Linked DNA regions of Mus musculus: all the other regions are linked to region 1. A link is a contact called in public HiChIP or PLAC-seq data. All regions are on one chromosome and are shown on one strand. Each heading gives the region's core, a stretch centred on a gene start, on an enhancer-like site or on the middle of the called end of the contact. The rest is flanking DNA. Distances are from core to core; before and after follow the strand shown.

Region 1 (2,700 bases), core at 63-2,562:
CACCTTACTTACATGAATCAGAAAGGAATGAAGAAAGGCCCGATGCTGTTAGATTCTGTTTCATTGGCCAAAACAATGACTCCTAACAGGGAAAATGTTGTAGGCTCTAAAGAGTGACTGTAGTCAACCATGATTTTCAAATGTGACCTTATTGTGAATACAAGACAAAACCCAGCATTACTAAGAAGCCTTACGGGGCTGGAGAGATAGATGGCGCAGCTGTTAAAAGCACTGGGTACTCTTCCAGAGAACCTGCATTCAAATCCTAGCATCCAACATAGTGGCTCAGAACCATCCAAATTCCAGATCCAGGAGATCCTACGACCCTCTTCTGACCTCCTGCGGCCCCAGGCACACAGGTGGCATACATACATACATACATGGAGGTAAAACATTCATACACACAAATAAACTAAATCTAAAATTTTAAAAAAAGGGCACCTTTGCCAGGCAGTGGTGGCACATGCCATCCTAGCACTTGGGAGGCAGAGGCAGATGGGTCTATGAGTTCTAGGCCAGCCTGGTATACAGTGCAAGTTCTAGGACAGCCAGGACTACACAGAGAACAGAGAAAACCAGAAAGAAAAAAAAAAAGTAGAGGAGGAGGAGGAAGAGGAAACTCTTATAAATGAATGAATCAAGCAGGAAACAATAAATTAGCAAATCTAGGGCAAAAGTAAACAAGGTGATGTGTGTTCACTTAAACTGCAAAATCAGGGGAGCCCAGGAAGTGGCAATGAGTCAGGATGGCTCATAGGAGGGCAAGGATGGGCCAGGGCTGTGCAGAGATAGCAAGTGAGGCACGGCCTCCAACAATGGGCTCTAAAAATGCAGTAATAGATTTTAGCGATTTCTTTCCCATTTGTTCTATTGTCTAAAATAAGTACTAAATAAGAAGATTAAACACAATCTATGCTTTCAACCTATAAAGACTATCCAAATTAATATTCAATCAGAAAACAAAATTCAACTAAGCTAATTAAATCCAGTAACAATCCAACTTAAGCTATTCCATCTGTGAACTCTTCCTTGTTACATTTCATATGACTCCGGAACCTTAGCCAAAAGCTTATTTTTTTCAGATGACATACAAAATATAAAATTAGGAATGTAAATCCAGTGAGAAATGGGATTCATATTGACAACTAGCCCAGATAAAAATCCTTTTTCTCCTTTTTTTCTCCAGGTAGGAGTATCCCACCTTTTGACACTAAAATATAATGTTGTAGTCTGGGACCCAGGCTGTCAGCTGTGGGCTGCTGGCTGGACACGCTTGTTAAGAGTGCTGGAGATGTAACACATGGGGAAGTGAAAGGCTCTGGGTTTGATCTGAGAGAGAGAGAGAGAGAGAGAGAGAGAGAGAGAGAGAGAGAGAGAGAGAGAGAGAGAGAGAGAGAGAGACCACAAAAAAAAAAAAAACACAGAGCCAAAAAAAATAAGTCAAGAGAAAGGCAAAATCTAGAATGTCAGGAATCACCCAGATGTGAATGCTCAAACTCAGAATGAACCTGCGGGCTCCCTTCTCACGGGATGAGCTTGAGTCTGTGATACCTGCTCTGACGCTGGCCTACTTTCTTGCAGTCTCCTTGCTTAATGTGTCACCCAATTAGCCAGTCACCCTCACGAGCATGGTCTGTACCTGCCTCTCCTTAACCAGTCACCCTCACACGCAGGTCTCACAAGCACGGTCTGGCCCTGCCTCTCCCTTTCCCTTTGGCAGTGCCTCGCCGGGGCTTTACAACTTCCTCTTATCAGTGCCTCAAGAAAACCAACGGGGCTTTTCTCTGGTTCTGAGACCTTGCACGAGCTTCTCTAATGAAAGGCTTCCTTCCGCGAGTTCTACCCACTCACACACATACTCCTCTTCAGGTCTAGTTAAATCCCATCTGCTCACTGAAGACCTCTTGGCCTAGCTTAGATGTTATGTCCCCTCCGTTCCCGTCCCTCTTCTTTGGAGGGATTTGACTCAATTCTATCATATTTTTAAATGGTCATTCTGTGTGTGCCTCCCTCCCTGGGCTGCAGTATGAGATATAAGCCATGTCCGTCTTGCCCACTGCTATATTCCCAGATCTTTTAGCTCAATATCTGGCATGTGGCAAATAATAACCAATAATGTTTGAATAAATTTTTAAAACTATAAATTAGAGCTGAAGAGATGGCTCAGTGGGTGGCAAAGGACCTGTGTGTGGTCCCCAGTGCCCATGTAAGGAGGCTCACAGTCGTTTGTAAATCTGGCTTCAGGGGATCTGACACCCTCTTTTAGTCTCAGCAGGCACCTACACGCATGTACACACAGACACACGCACACACATAATTTAAAAATAGAAATAGATCTTAAAACCTAGAAATTAATTATGTAAAAAGCACATAAGCTAAGCTGGCCATGGTGGTGTACACCTGTAATCCTAGCTCTCTCTCGGGAGGTGGAAAGGAAAATCAATCAACAACGTCAGACTGAATCCGAGGCCAGCCTGGGCTACATGCGATTCTGTCTCAAAACAAAACAAAACTCTTAAAAGTGACTGGCAAGGGGCTCAAGCACACTGCACGGCATGTGCTCAACAACAGATCCTGAGCTAACGTGAAACTGTGTAACCAATGCCATCTGAGCCGCCAGGAGGTTGCTAGGGATTTCCCACCAACCCTTTGAAGAATGGGAGCCAGAGAACGGAGTGTCTGCCTCAGGCGCAAACCACT
Region 2 (2,700 bases), core at 17-2,516, 290 kb before region 1:
CCCTGGATGGTACAGTTTAAATATGTGACCGTTATAGCATGAGTGCTAGCTCTTCATAAAACTGTTTCCTAAAAGTTGGATAATATTCTTGGTTCACATGTAGTGCTAACTCTGGCCAGGCAGGTGGGATCAGGCCGAAGTTGGTTTAACCCTAAGAACAAACAGAACAGTTTCTGCAGTGAATGGTGGGTTCTAGTTCTGAATTCCATCTAATTTCAAGCCTAGAACAGAAATTTACTCCTGTATTTCTACTTGGAGCAGCCACCACCACCACCAGATATGCAAATATCACTCACTCTTTGATGCTCTGGCTAAAGTCCCTTCCTTCATAAAGTCTTACTTGGTTCCACCCAAACGCTTACTTTATTAGCAAAGGCTTACCGAGTACATGATATGCTGAACCTATGTTATAATTGCTTTCCCTGAATTATTGTCTCAAGTCGTCTGACAACCACCCTACAAGGGCACTGCCTATTTTAGTGATGAGGAAATCCAACATTCCAACATCCAAAACCTAGACACACTGGTGAGTGGCAGGGCTGGGATTTAAACACAAGCCTGAGGCCTGACAGTGTTTATGCTTTCTGACAGCTCTAGAACGAGCCCTTCCTTCATCCGGGCGGCGCCACCCCAGCATCACCCTGCAGGACGTAGGGAATGAATGAAGGGTGGCTGGCCGAGAAACCCGGGGCTCGTTGGAAGCAGCTCAGGGGGCTGCCAGGGCGCCTGGCAGGAGCGGGTGAACGCCGCTCCCGGAGCGACCTGCGGGACCCGGGCGCGCTCAGGGGGAGGCGGCGCCGCTGCAAGGCGGCAGTTCAGCCCCGGCTGCGCGTCCTGGGCTCCGGCCCGCCGGTTCGGCTTGGGCCGGGGCTCAGTGGAGACGTCCTTCGGGCTCCGAGCGCGGGAGAGGCTGCAGCGCGGGTGGGACGAGGCAGCCTGACAGGGACCGCCAGGCCGGGCTCCGAGGAGGCCACCGCCCGTCCGCTCCGCGGCCCGCAGGCCCTGCCGCCTTGGGCCTCCGCGGGCGCGCCGCACCCAAGTACCTGGAGGGTTGACGTTGTCATTTCATATCCTGGGTCCGCCCCACACCCCGCGGTGCTGCTTGCGGCCTCGGTCCGGCTCGGAGGAGCCGAGGTGGTGGGTCCGCCGCTTAGGAGCCCGGCAGGTCGGCTCTCGGCGCGGGCAGAGCTGCCACTAGCAGTGGGAGCCGAGTCCGAGGGTGAACGAGGAGCGCGGCCCAGAGCGGCCCAGCCCGAGTCACGCGGCTGCCGCCCTGTGGCCATGGCCTGCAACTGCAGACACCGCTCCTCTAAGAGGGGCGGGGCCTGCCGGGGGCGGGGTCTGGTGGGATACCGGTAAAGGGCCAGCCCGAAGGCCGGTAAAACCGGAGTGAGGGGCGGAGCCGCCGAGTGAGGGGTGGGGCCGACGGGGGCGGGGCCTGGTAGATCCGGGAGAGGAGCGGGGCTGGACGTGGACAAAGATGGGGAGTTCTGGGCGGAGTTGGGAGCCCAGGTGGGCGGGGCCGACCAAGGGCGTGCCTTGTGAGAGAGTGAGGGGCGGGGCGGAGGGAACAAGTAGAATCTGTACCCCACTTGAGTAAACCTAACCATAAAAAGTAAACTCCCTGGAGCTGTGTTTTCCCGCTATTTAATAGGTTATGTTAATTAGTATTTACCTTGCCTGTCTTAGGGGACAATGAATGAACTAATGTATACATAGTGAATGTCACACTGTGGGTTCAATCCCAGGTAACTGTTATGAGAGAATGATTCTAAAGCCTGTTTTGTGATGGTTTTTATTTTTATTTTTTTTTCAAGACAGGGTTTCACTGTGTTGCCTTGGCTGTCTTGGAACTCAGGCTGTCGACCAGGCGTAACCTCGAACAGAGATCCACCTGCCTCTGCCGTCTGAGTTCTGAGATTAAAGGCTTGTACCACCACCAAGTTTGTGCTAGTTTTTAACTGTTAACTTTTCTGGGCCAGCGAGATGGCTCAGCAGGTAAAAGCACTTGTGCACAAGACAAATGAGCTAATATCCCCAGTTCCTGCTGGGTGGAAGAAGAGAGCAGACTTCTTATAGTTGTCCTCTGATTGCCACACTCCTGCCCACCCAAACTCTCAGAGATCTGCCTGCCTTTGCTGGGATTAAAGTTTTGGGTTGCCATGCCCAGATACTTCTTTTTTTCAGGCAGGGTCTCTCTCTCTGTGTCAGGTGCAAAGGAAACTGCATTTCCTGAGATTCTGGAGCTGCTTCCCCTTTATCAAAGGAGCCACGTCATTTCCCTTACCACTGGCAGAAGGAACATGGCTGTCTGAGGTGCCTGTCAGCATAGGGAAGCGCACACTAGCCTCCAGGTCTGTGGGCTAATGTGCGCTTTGCTCCCTCCCCTAAACGTCACTCATGGGCTTCCCTTCCCCAGCTACTCATTTCTCCTCATAACCCTGCGATTTCAGCTCTGTGCCCTCTTGGTCTTGTCTTGTCTCTCCCTCTCTGCACAGCTCCTGCTCCCCTCACAGTCAGGTCCAGTCAGCTGACCCTATTCAGTCCACTCTGTTCTTTCTCAGCTCTGGGCTCTTCCGGATGCCTCTGACTGTTCCCTCCCTCATAGCTACAATAAAGATCATGGTGGCACATGCTTTTAATAACCTGCGCTCAGGAGCCAGAGGCAAGAGGATCTCTTGTGAGTTTGAGGACAGCCTG
Region 3 (2,700 bases), core at 80-2,579, 270 kb before region 1:
TACATATTACCTATCTTGTATTTTTGTGTGCATGCACAGGTACCTGTGTGTAGAGACCTTATGAATTGGTCCTCCCCAGGTGCTATCCACCTTATGTTTTGGAAACAAGGTCTCTCCTTGGTCTGGGCTCACCTATTTGGCTAGACTGGCTGGCCAGTGAGTCCTAGGGATCCCTGCCTTGACCTGCCCAGCCCTGGAAGTACACACACGAGCCAGTGCAGCTGGATGTCTACATGGGAAGTACACACACGAGCCAGTGCAGCTGGATGTCTACATGGGACGTACACACACGAGCCAGTGCAGCTGGATGTCTACATGGGACGTACACACACGAGCCAGTGCAGCTGGATGTCTACATGGGTTCTGGTAACTGAACTTGGGCCTTCATGTTGTGTGGCAAGCATTCACCTTCCCAGCCCATGCCTGTTTGTTTATTCTTTCTGTAGTGCTGAAGCCCGAATCCCAGGCCTCTCCATGGCGATACTGAGCTCTGCTTCCCATCTCCCAGTCTGTATTTCTTAAAATCAAAGACTGGTGTTGAGAGACCTCCTAATAATGTTTTCTACAAATCCTGCTACTGGGATCAGTTGTTTAGTTTTGTAGTTTTAAGTGGTTTCAATGTTTCTGGAGAGTCCTTTGACCTGACCCTATAGCACAGCAGGAGACAGATCAAAGCAAGAGGGGGAGGAAAGGAGGGAGGGGAGACACACACACATACACACACACACACACACATCACATGGGGTGGGGGTAGGGAGAGAGAGAGAGAGAGAGAGAGACAGACAGACAGACACTCTGATTGACTCAGGCTTTTTGAGCATTATAGGACAACTTCGAAGGGAGTAGGCCCCAGAAATTGACAACTAAGGTGACTATTATATTACTAGAGGAAAACACCAGGAATTTATGCTCACTGGTAAGTAGAAACTTTTAAAAACAACAAATTATGAACGGCTGGGGTAGCATCCCTGGTCAATGGTGTAAGAAAAAAACGCCTTATTAGTCTCTCCACAAACTAACTACAGAGAACAACAGGATGGCGTCTGTCCTCTCCTCACATCTCTCTGGTCAGGGACAGGGAGTAGATCTTATTTACTTTATCTCTATCATTATAAAGCCTAGCTCTTGCTAAATAGTGCTCAGCAAATATTTGTTGATTTAATGAATGAAGGGGACTGATACTGTCTGTCCTTCAGGTATTTAATCCGGTCAGGAGTATGAGTCATCTGGAGAGGGAAGGAGGGGCTTAAGGCACTGCCTGTATATAAGCCACACTGACCCTTGTTTCATGAAACGGAAGGGCAAACTGGAATACCTGTATGTTTACAGAGTGTATATGAAACACCAAGTTCATAATGTCTGCCACCAGGGGCACATCCACTGTGGAACAAAGCAACCAGCAGGGACTCGCCACTAGAGGGAGCGCCCAGAGTGGAAATGAGGCAACCAACTCCTGAATGTTGGACAGACATTTTCAAGCTTTTGAAGAGAAACTCCTACTCCATACACGTTATTTTCCACAGCCACAAACTGCCAGATACTTGTATTTGAGGGCGTATGGATGGCCTTAAGTGCCAAATCTTCTTAACTGTAGTCAGTGCATCTAATTCTTATTGCCTGGGTTCTTACACTATTAAATGTAGATTACAATGATACACAGTGAAAAAGCCACGTGGTAGTATGGTGGTCAGTGCTACATGGCAGGCATGGGAAAGGTCTGGTACTTAGACAGATAACAGATTTCTTTCCTCCACCACCACTTCAGCTACCGTGTTTTAATAGCTTACAATCAGTATGCAAAACAATGGTTTTACTTTACAGCTGAGTAACTTCACCTAATTACTATTAGAGGGCAGGAGAGATGGTTTAGCTTTTAAAGGTTCATCCTTTGGTTTTCTAAAGGATTCCAATTTGATTCTCAGCACCCACAAAAGCAAATTCTGTTTCACTGTCTGCCCTTTTCTGGTCTCATGGGGCACCTGCACACTCATGGCATGTATGTACACACAAGGAAATGTGCACACACTGATAAAGATAAGGCTTGAAAAAACTAATAATTATGGTTAGAATCCAGGACCAGGAATGAGAGTGCACACCTGTGACCCCAGCACTGGGGAGGTGAGGCAGGGGATCAAGAGTGCCAGGCTGGGCTGTGTGAGACCCTGTCAAAAACAAGCAGGAAGGAAGGAAGTTAGGAAGGAGGGAGGGAGGGAGGGGGAGAGAGAGAGAGAGAGAGAGAGAGAGAGAGAGAGAGAGAGAGAGGGAGAGGGAGAGGGAGAGGGAGAGGGAGAGGGAGAGGGAGAGGGAGGGAAGAAGGGAGGGGAAAAAGAAAAAGAGAGAGAGAGATAGATAGGAAGGCCAAACAAAAGTATCTCTACCTAGGGAGACTTCCTTGATCAGCTCAGCAGCAGCATGGCAGCCCTGAACAAGTATTCTGGTCCAGGTCGACAAATCCCGATGAGTTTCAACCCTGAAGAGATGCATCTCAATGCCCTGCCGAGAGCCTGTCCTGGTAGCAAAGGTCAGGTCAGATCCAAGGGAGGGTGACCGACATCCAGAACCTGAATGAACCAACCTAGGACCACAAATAGAACAGAAAGCTAAGGTGATCATTACCTTCAACAGTTTTTGGATGAATGCATTTCAAAGCCAAATTATGATATTTTTTAAAAGATTTATTTATTTATTTTATGCATATGA
Region 4 (2,700 bases), core at 125-2,624, 470 kb after region 1:
TAAGGTGTGTTCTGTGCATCAGCGTGCCGACCAGGTCCACTCTGCACAGTTGGCAGTTGTGTGGCCTGGTTATCTGATACTCACTGGGAACATTCCTGCCTCCCACAGTGTGCCCGGGCAGGGCTCTTTCTTAGGATTCCCTTCGCTGGTGAGGGGAGATCAGCTTCTGGGCCCACATGGAACTATTTCGGGTAGACCCTGGTTTAACTCCAGCATCTGAGCAGCCATGGTGCCCTTCCGGGAACACGCTCTAGTCACACAGGTTGCTAGCTAGGAATTAAGCGTCTTCAGTGCTGACAGGTTCATCTGTAGGAGTGGCTGAACTTACTTGCCTTCGATGCCCCGGGCTACCCAGAAATGCTTGGGACTACGGTCTTCAGATCCTGCAGAGGATCCGCCCTCCCTTCCCTCTCCCATGTGGACTGAGGGTTTTCTGGGCTCTCAGCCATTCCTAGACCAAGTTCTTCCTCTTCTTGCATCTGTCTGTGACCCACAAGCTCTCTGCCCCCTCTGTCTTCACTGCCAAAGAGAGGACAAGTTAGTGAAGACTTTGGCTTTGGCCCAGACAGTGGGAGTGGCACCTGTGAAGACCCCAAGGCACTCTGATTCAGTCAGGGTCCCTGCAAGTCCTGTGGGTGGGCTCAGGTCATCCCCTTAACAATGTAGAAGATACAAACTGGGGAGAGGAGGTGAGGCACACTGGGTGGCTTCAGGAAATGGAGGGAAGGAAGCAGGAATTGCCAGGCCATCAGCCAGGTCTCTCTAGTCCTCATGGTAGCCCTAGAGGTAGGCACTGCTACCTCATTTAATGGTCAGTGCCATGGTGTGACTTAGGTTAGCCTGACTCCTGGGCTGTGTGCAAGACTAAGAAACTCAGGGGAAAGGAGGAAGCCTGGTCTCTACATCTAGGCCAGAGAAGCTGGCTCCCAGGGGTGCTGCCTTGGGGCACCATAACCCCAGTCATAACCCCACAGCTCGTAATGAAGAGGTTGGGGATCCTGCTAGAAGCCCTGAGGGCTGAAAGCCTGAGAGTATTCAGCTCAGCTATATGGTATGGAGGGAAAGAGACGTGGCTTCTAGTAACCCTGGAAACAACCTATTAGGATTTCCAAAGGGAACCAACCTAAGGGTGACTTCCCTCCTTAGCCTAAACCCTGAATGATCCACCTAATCTAAGAGTTTGAGGTGCAGAAGCTCAGCATACATGGCCTTGGAGGAGCCTGCTGCCCCCTCAAGGATGTCCATGACAGGCCTTCCTTACAGAGCTACCAGATCAAGGACATGGACTAGAGAAGAGGGACTGATGGGGACAATGGAGCCCTGTGTCCAAAGCCAGAACCTGTGCCTGTCACAGACACATGCCTGACCCCACCTAGACAGTACACACAGAAAAAGGGAGATAAGCAGGGTGTGGCTGAGCACCTGCCTGGACTGTGCCAGCCTGGGACAGCCACGTCCTTCCACAGCCACTCCTTTGAACACTTGAAACCCCTGGGAAGTTGCCAGCCTCTCGTGTTTAACAGCAGTGCTCTTCTTTCATGAGGAAAGTGTAGATCAGTCTAATTAATGTGTGCTGTTTGTTTACCCTCCTTTCATTTCCCTGAGACAGAATAATTATCTAGAGCTTTAGAAACAGCCTCGTCCATGGCAGTCCCTTCTGTGTCTGTTGTAGCACAGCTTCCGGGTGTAGACAGCGGAACCAGTGCAGGGCAGAACAGGTGGCAGCACCCAGAAGGGTCCTCCTCCCTTCAGGGCACTGCAGAAGAGGCCCAGGGTAGCTGGATCTGGGGTGGCAGCATGGAGGACCAAGGGACTCAAGGCTGTCTCATTTTAGAGCATCACTGTGGTATTGCTACTCCCATGAGCTCCTGGAACTGCCACACCAGCTCCTCCCCTTCACCAACCCTGCAAATGGAGACCAAAAACATGTCCGTGCCCAGCCGGGACTGGCAGAAATCAGTCTATCACTACAGACGAGAGGATTTTGCCTAAGGGTTTCTGGGCTTGAAACAAGAGTGGAGGGAGCAAGGGGCAGCTGAAAATGGATTCTCTCACCTTGTACCCTAAAGCTCTGTCTCAGGAGATAGTTGATCCCAACCCAGTATTAGGGTTGAGCCACACAGTGGGTCAGAATGGGTCATTTTTCTCAGGAAGCTTTGATGAAACAGAGCCTGACTCACAGGGGTGCTTTAGCGACCTCGTGAACACTGCAGAGGCTCTTGGGGGTGCTAACAGACCTCCTCTCTGATCCTCTGTCCATATGTCATCTGTGCGGCCCACGTTACTGCCCACAGGTCAAACCTGACCCTCACTATGGGGAGACTGACTTCTCATGCGTGGGTGCTCACATCGGTCTGTTCACTCCTTAACTGGGTTGTTTCTGCATGTGTTACTTCTATTCCCAGTCAGAGCAGCCAACAACCAGGGCTTAGCCTCAGACAGACTCAGTCTTCGTGGATCTTATTCAGGAGGGAATCCTAGAGACAGCTCTAGCTCGAGACCAAGTGATGGCCTGGTGTGGGGAAGGGCTGTGGTCACATAATGCCTTGGACAGGTCCCCTGAAGAGAACGCTCAGCTGAGTCCTGAAGGGTACAGAGGGGATAACAGGGGTGCAGAATATTGGTGCAGGCTCTTGGGCCGCTGGCAACTGTGTAGAAATCCCTGTGTCACAGGAGTCCTGGCAGGAGGAGGGGGAAATG

Evidence for each region. HiChIP or PLAC-seq counts read pairs in DNA pulled down with a chosen protein or histone mark.
Region 2: a FOXA1 HiChIP or PLAC-seq map of pancreatic cancer cells shows a contact between it and region 1. The contact joins the promoter of Vps4a here to the enhancer-like site in region 1. A contact is called at or near these places in 1 of 39 promoter capture datasets (the 3T3-L1 cell line), 1 of 484 Hi-C or Micro-C datasets (bone marrow-derived macrophages), 6 of 115 datasets of contacts at active chromatin or transcription factors (bone marrow-derived macrophages, craniofacial prominence, embryonic basal ganglia and 3 more) and 2 of 9 other capture datasets (adipose tissue and liver).
Region 3: a FOXA1 HiChIP or PLAC-seq map of pancreatic cancer cells shows a contact between it and region 1. The contact joins two enhancer-like sites. A contact is called at or near these places in 7 of 484 Hi-C or Micro-C datasets (the AML12 cell line, the N1E-115 cell line, bone marrow-derived macrophages and 4 more), 5 of 115 datasets of contacts at active chromatin or transcription factors (embryonic basal ganglia, embryonic forebrain, extraembryonic endoderm stem cells and 2 more) and 1 of 9 other capture datasets (embryonic stem cells).
Region 4: a contact with region 1 is called in a FOXA1 HiChIP or PLAC-seq map of pancreatic cancer cells. The contact joins two enhancer-like sites. A contact is called at or near these places in 1 of 115 datasets of contacts at active chromatin or transcription factors (pancreatic cancer cells) and 1 of 9 other capture datasets (embryonic stem cells).

What each region holds. Positions count from the first base shown.
Region 1 is chr8:106,736,078-106,738,777 of GRCm38.p6, reverse strand. The region is part of intron 12 of Tango6 (transport and golgi organization 6); the gene reads right to left. Among named protein-coding and RNA genes, the nearest start is that of Tango6, 54 kb to the right of the region's middle. Within about 2 kb of position 1,312, at least 60 of the 459 cell types and tissues checked have an H3K27ac peak or open chromatin away from gene starts, as enhancers often do. A contact at or near this core is called in pancreatic cancer cells, where this site is marked.
Region 2 is chr8:107,029,835-107,032,534 of GRCm38.p6, reverse strand. It overlaps Vps4a (vacuolar protein sorting 4A), which reads right to left and starts at 1,266. Exons shown (of 11, transcript NM_126165.2): 1 at 1,044-1,266. The coding sequence starts at 1,064.
Region 3 is chr8:107,001,385-107,004,084 of GRCm38.p6, reverse strand. It overlaps Sntb2 (syntrophin, basic 2), which reads right to left. Exons shown (of 7, transcript NM_009229.5): 5 at 2,379-2,575. Among named protein-coding and RNA genes, the nearest start is that of Gm22085, 6.9 kb to the left of the region's middle. Within about 2 kb of position 1,329, at least 41 of the 459 cell types and tissues checked have an H3K27ac peak or open chromatin away from gene starts, as enhancers often do. A contact at or near this core is called in pancreatic cancer cells, where this site is marked.
Region 4 is chr8:106,267,910-106,270,609 of GRCm38.p6, reverse strand. All of the region lies in intron 2 of Smpd3 (sphingomyelin phosphodiesterase 3, neutral), which reads left to right. Among named protein-coding and RNA genes, the nearest start is that of 4930506A18Rik, 13 kb to the left of the region's middle. Within about 2 kb of position 1,374, at least 49 of the 459 cell types and tissues checked have an H3K27ac peak or open chromatin away from gene starts, as enhancers often do. A contact at or near this core is called in pancreatic cancer cells, where this site is marked.